Regions from separate parts of the Canis lupus genome. Here region 2 is linked to region 1. The links are chromatin contacts, called in public Hi-C maps. All regions are on one chromosome and are shown on one strand. Each heading gives the region's core, a stretch centred on a gene start, on an enhancer-like site or on the middle of the called end of the contact. The rest is flanking DNA. Distances are from core to core; before and after follow the strand shown.

Region 1 (3,064 bases), core at 221-2,720:
AAGGAAGGAAGGAAGGAAGGAAGGAAGGAAGGAAGGAAGGAAGGAAGGAAAGAAAGAAAGAAAGAAAGAAAGAAAGAAAGAAAGAAAGAAAGAAAGAAAGAAAGAAAGAAAGAAAGAGAAAGAAAGATATGTTGTACGGGAAAGGGCAGCCTGGCCGAGCTCCTATCCGCTCTCAATCACTTGTTGATGACGTTCCTCTTGTGCCCCCCAGGTCCAGCCACCTCTGTCCACTGGGGACCCTCATGCTTTGACAGCTGATAACTGAGAAGCAGAAATTCTGAGGAACCTGCTCCCCCCTGTACAGTCCTGCTGGACCCCCAGCCACAGGCCTTGCCATAGAGCTGCAGGGAGCACCAAGTTTTCAGGACTTACTCATAAGTTTACAGACTTCTCCAGAGGGGGCTCCAGTCCCCTCTCCGGAAAGCTGAAGGCAGCCCGGGACCAGAGGCTCTGTTCAGATGACCCCTGGCAGCCTTCACCCAACAGTAACAGACAGCCCTTCTGCGGCTTCCACCCAGTGTGTTCATTGACTACCCTTTTCATTCATTTATAGGCAAGTCCTGCCTTATAAAATTTCCTAAGATTTTCTTTTGATTGAGGAAGAAAATAGAGTGGAGAGAAGAGTGTGCCCAGAAGTCATGAAGTCAGAGAAGCAAAGGAATACAAGTGAAATGCAAAGTTTGAGGCCGGAGGTTGCAAGGAGCCGAGCCAGCCAGCTGAGCTGGCCGACTGAGCCCCGGGCCCGGGGGGCCATTAGGGCAGGCCCGCAGGGGGACACGTGCTCCCGAGGGTCATCCCTGGACTGCCCTGGCCACTGCCGGCGAGAGTCCTGCGGGGCCCAGGGTCGGCACCGCTGCCCTCGCTGCCCTCCGCTGCCCGGCCTCGGCCTCGAGCCGCCCTGAAGCTGGAAGCCCCGCAGGTGGGCAGGGCTGGCCCAGGCGGCTGGTCTCCATTTCCGGGCCGCACCGCGGGGTCCGTCCTGGGCTGTGACCCCAGCTCTCCACATCTCCCCTCGGCCACTACTCCCCTCGGTCATGATTTATTTATTTTAAAGATTTTATTCATCTATTCTTGATGACACAGAGAGAGACGCAGGCAGAGGGAGAAGCAGGCTCCTCGCAGGGAGCGCGACGCGGGGAGGGGGTGGGGCCCGGGACTGGACCCCCAGCGAGCCGGGCCCGGATCACGACCCGAGCCGCAGGCAGGAGCCCATGAGCTACCCGGGCGTCCCGGGATTCGATTTATGATCAAGAGAGCCATGATGTGGGTACTGGGGTGTTTTTCTCCTCCTGGGGCTAGACCGCCACAGGTCTCGGGGGCCCTCGGAGCCTCGGTTTTACCTCGAAGGACAGGAAGAGAGGCGGGGCGGGGGGGTCGTCGCAAGGTCACCGCCCTAGAGCTCACGTCGGCCCAACCCCAGCCGAGCGCCCCGCGCCCGCAGCCCGAGAGCAGGCGCGGCAACGCCGAGCACGGCCACGAGGTGGCGCCAGGAAACCGCGGGAGGCGCCCAAACCCAGCATCCAGGCTCCTCGCTCCTCCTCTCTCCCACGGGCCCGGCCCCTCCGCCCGCCGCCCGCCCCCGGGCCCTAGTTCCCCGAGCAGCCCGGCGGGCTGGGGAGGGGAAGGGGGAAGCCGAGCGGCCGCCGGGACGTCGTCGTGGAAGGAGCTTAGGGACCGCTTCGGTCCAGGGCCACCTGGAGGCTGGACTGCACCAGCGACACCCTGGAGGTGCCGCGTCAGGTGTGCAGCCCACCTTCCCTGCGGGAGCCCTCGCGGGAGCCTTGCTCCTCCTGCATCGTAAAGAGAGAGCACGGGAGTAGGAGACCTTGGGGCAGGGCACCGCCTGCGCCCAGCTCTGCTGCGCCTGGCTCTGGCCAGCCTAGTGTTTCCAGGCTCTGCCGGGCTGCTGCTAGCGCTGACCCTTCCCCACCACCCGGCGAGACTCCATCCGCTTCCCAGGCTGCACAGCTCTCGCTGGCGGAGCTCACATCTGCACCTGCCACCTCGCGGCCAAGGGTGCTGACCACTGTGCTGGGTCAGAGTCATCCCAGGCACACAGCGCTTGTCAGACCCCGAAGCCCAGGCTCCTACAGCCTGAGGAAGCTGGGTCCCAAGGCCAGGCTCCCACCCCCACCCAGTCCCACCCCTGAACTGCAGTCTCTTTCATCGAGGCCCACAGGCCCTGTAGGGGACGTAATCACAAGGCCTGGAAAGAACCCGGGCTTTGGAGCCCATGCAGACCTGGAATAAAGCTCCCTCTGCATTTACTGGCTGTGTGATCTTGGGCAAGTCATCTAACCTCTCTGGGTCTCACTGTCCTCATCTGTAAAATGAGAGCACTCATACCCACCTTGGGAGGTTGTAACTTTTAGAAACCATACCCATGAATATTAAAAAGTTAAAAATTAATTAATTTTTTTTTTAAAGAAACCATATCCATGAAAGAATATTCCCGGTGTAGGGCGAGTGTTCAGCAAAGTCAGCTTATCGGAGGGCGCCTGGCTGGCTCAGCAGGAGGAGCGTGTGACTTTTTATTTCAGAGCTGTGAGTTTGAGCTCCACGTTGGCTATGGAGATTACTTAAATAAATGAATAAATAAATAAACAAACTCTGCTTATTGGATATTCATGGACTCCTATTTTATGCCAGGCCCTCTGCTGGGGTTCAAGGGAATCCAGAGTTGAATGAGATGTAACTGCAGCCCTCCAGGAATGACCCTCTGGGCAAAATAAAACTCATGCTTCAAAATTCAGGCAGCATTTTCCTGATGCTAAATGTGGTGGCATTCAAACATTTGTAACCCTTCAGCCTCTAAACATGAGGGGCGCCTGGGTGGCTCAGCAGTTGAGTGTCTGTCTTGGGCTCAGGGTGTGATCCTGGAGTCCTGGGATCGAGTCCCACATCGGGCTCCCCTCAGGGAGCCTGCTTCTCTCTCTGCCATGTCTCTGCTTCTCTCTCTGTGTCTCTCATGAAAAAATAAATAAAATCTTTTTTAAAAAATAAAATAAAATAATAGATTAAAAAACAAGCCACCGCAAAGAGTGGAGCTACCCTTTTTGACTCT
Region 2 (3,285 bases), core at 367-2,866, 44 kb after region 1:
TACATTACCTGTAACAGAGACACACAGCTGCGGAGGCTGCTGAGCCCACAAGTGAGCACAGCCCACAAGTGAGACACCCACCTGTACCCCTCCACTTGCGTAAGAGCAGGACAGCTGAGACCATGTGTGCAGGCTGGACCAGCCCCGCCCCCTTCTGCCTCAGCAGAGGTGTGGGTGTTTATGTGCCTATGAGGGGACTCCTTACCACAGCCACCACCACCCCGACCAGGGTGATGAGGAAGAAAGGCCCCAGCACGTAGCCCACCATGGAGTCACTGTTGGCCTGAGGGGCATTGGGCACTGTAGTGTTACTCATGACCTCGGCAGCCGGAGGGCTGGGTAGTCAGCATGGGCAGTTGAGCCTCGGGAGGGCGCCTCCACTGGGCTCCCTGGGGAGGAGGAAGGGAGGTTATCAATTTCACCCAGAGTGACAGCCAAGCTCTGGATCCCTCCCCAGGAGCTGGTGATGTATCAAAACTTGGGTCGGGCACTGGGACGAGGTATCCTCCAAGTCAGTGTGCTGGGTTTAACCTTACAGTGAGTGACTCACTGGATACCCTGAATGTAGAAGACACCAAGGGGAGGCCCAGAGTCCTGCCCAGCCCCTATCCCCCCAAATCAGGGTGAGGCCCCAGTCAGGTGCTGGCCAGACATCTGCACATCTGAACCAAGAAAAGCTTAGATACATGATCTGGGCTTCTGTAGCAACCCCTCCGGACACTGGGCTGCCAGCACCTATCCACTGGAGCAAAAGGAAAGATCTGACAAAAAGCATGAGGGTCCTGCACTGGGGGGCCGCGGGGGTGAGGCAGGAGCATCTGGAGGAGCCTGCCTCAGTCTCGCCCAATCCCCACACTTTAGGCAATAGGCCCTCCCTAGGCCGGGCTGGTCCCTGGCGTTCCTGCAGACACACAGCCGGGACAGCCTCTCCCCTACTGGTCTCGTGCCAGGGTGGACACGGGTGGGCAGGGCTGGATTGTATCTGCGAGGTGATGTCACCTCCCTCTGGTCCCCACCCGGGGCTCCGCCCAGGTCCCTCCCCTCTTAGCCTGGGCTGCCAGGCGGAGGTGAGAGGGTCAGTTCCCGTCGAGAGATGCAAGGAGATGGTCCATGGGCTCCTCACGCAGACCCCAAGTCCCCGACCCCGCTTCGCCTGGGTCTCCACTGGACGGCGAGGTATGAACTACCTGTCCCGGTGTCCGTGGGGGCAGCGAGCTTGCACAGTCGCATGCACACCGTCCCATGGTCGAGGGGACATGCCGAGGTGGGGCGGGTGTCGGGCCGCTCCGAGGATGCGGACCAGCATCGGCGAGTGGGAGGTCGTTCCCACGGCGCTGGGCGACTCGGCCGAGGGAGGGAGGTTTGGGGGTTGCGCAGAGGGCCCGGGCCTCCCGGAATCCGGCCCCCCGGGATGCGGCCCCGCGCCGGCGCTCTGCAGCCCGGCCCACCCGATCGTGCCTTACCTCCCGCCGCCGCAGCCCGGACAGGAACGCCCTCGCCTTGCTCCCAGGCCCCGGAAGAGCCGGCAGGCGCGTGATCAAAGGACCCGGGGAAATGGGCGGGGCCTCAGCGCCGGGACGCAGCCAATCCGGTGGCGGAAGGCGGACGGCCCGGAGGCTTCTGGAGCGGCCAATCCGGAGGCGAGGGCCCAGGCTGCAGGGCCCACCCCCCGGCGGCAGGGGGCAGCCGAGCGCCGCGCAGCGGGGGGAGGAGAGCGCGCGGGGTGGGGGCGGGGCTGGGGCGGCTTCCCGGCGTCCCCCGGGGCGGAGCCCGGCGAGCGCGGCCCGCGAGGCGGCCGTGGTCCCTGCGTCGGGCTTCCTCGTCCTTCTGGGTGCAGCCCGGGTGTCCCGCCAAGCGGCTCCCGAGCTTAGGTCAGGCGCGGGCTGCTCTCCCCTGCCCGGGGCCCGCAAGGACTCCGCGAGTGTTCCTGGTGCCCAGGGTGCCCTCTGCGCTGTGCTCGGAGGCACATGGAACAGGCAGCCCGGCTTCGCCCCTGCCTGGCCGTGGGACCTGGCCCGCGCTTGGCCTCCAGCCTTTTCTGCGCCTGGGTCCTAACGTCTGCCACACGGGCCCTTGTGAGGATCACACGATGCCCCGGATAAGGAGTCTGGCACATACCGTGCCCTGTTAGATCCCCCGCGAACCTCCGTCGGTTTTGACGGCGCACGTGCAACAGCAGGGAGCAGTCCCCGCCCGGGGTCACCACGTGCAACAGCAGGGTGCAGTCCCCGCCCGGGGTCACCACGTGCAACAGCAGGGTGCAGTCCCCGCCCGGGGTCACCACGTGCAACAGCAGGGTGCAGTCCCCGCCCGGGGTCACCACGTGCAACAGCAGGGTGCAGTCCCCGCCCGGGGTCACCACGTGCAACAGCAGGGTGCAGTCCCCGCCCGGGGTCACCACGTGCAACAGCAGGGTGCAGTCCCCGCCCGGTCACCACGTGCAACAGCAGGGTGCAGTCCCCGCCCGGGGTCACCAGCAACTTGAGAAGTGGGTAAATTCGGAAGCTTTACTGGCGCGATCATTAATGCCACACACTGGAGATGGATTGATGGATTCTTACCGATGTCAGCACCCTGGCTGTGATATTCTGGTATAGTTGTGCAAAGGGAAGCTAGGCAAAGGATACAAGGGATCTCTCTTGTTCGTTCTTTCTTTCTTTCTTTTCTTTCTTTCTTCTTTCTTTCTTTCTTTCTTTCTTTCTTTCTTTCTTTCTTTCTTTCTTTCTTTCTTTCTTTCTTTCTTTCAGATTTTATTTATTTATTCATTAGAGACAGGCAGAGACACAGCAGAGGGAGAAGCAGGCTCCACGCAGGGAGCCCCATGCGGGGCTCGATCCTGGGACCCCAGGATCACGACCTCAGCCGAAGACAGACACTTAACCGCTGAGCCACCCAGGCTTCCCAACTCTCTTGTTTCTTCCACTCGTATGTTACCTCAAGTACGTGTGTAGCTTTGTACTACACCTTCCCAACCTCTCTTCCCAATCCACACACGGTTAGGAAAACTCCAGCTGGCAGTGGATGAAAGCCACATAAAAGTTGTGGGAGCTGAGCCAGGCTGAGGCCCTCCAGGGTCCTTGGATGCTACTGGAGATGGAGGGATTAACTGGATCCCCTTATTCTTGCCAGAGACAGCCAGTGGCACGGACATGGTTGAGCCATTTGGTCTGGTCTGGCCTGTTTCCTCAGGCCTTTCCAAAGAAGGTTGATCAGGGCAAGTCTGATGCAGAGATGACCCAATCTAGAACCAGAGAGCAGTTGGGAACTCTGGCCTCTTGCCTTCAG

Evidence for each region. Hi-C and Micro-C count contacts between places; a contact is called where the count stands out from the background.
Region 2: a Hi-C map of amygdala shows a contact between it and region 1, with 2.5 times the contacts expected there. The contact joins the promoter of SMIM29 here to the enhancer-like site in region 1. A contact is called at or near these places in 3 of 9 Hi-C or Micro-C datasets (amygdala and blood).

The regions. Positions count from the first base shown.
Region 1 is chr12:3,674,716-3,677,779 of UU_Cfam_GSD_1.0, forward strand. No RefSeq gene overlaps it. Among named protein-coding and RNA genes, the nearest start is that of HMGA1, 31 kb to the right of the region's middle. Within about 2 kb of position 1,471, at least 8 of the 20 cell types and tissues checked have an H3K27ac peak or open chromatin away from gene starts, as enhancers often do.
Region 2 is chr12:3,718,092-3,721,376 of UU_Cfam_GSD_1.0, forward strand. It overlaps SMIM29 (small integral membrane protein 29), which reads right to left and starts at 1,617. Exons shown (of 5, transcript XM_038553783.1): 1 at 1,464-1,617; 2 at 206-389; 3 at 1-8. The coding sequence starts at 316.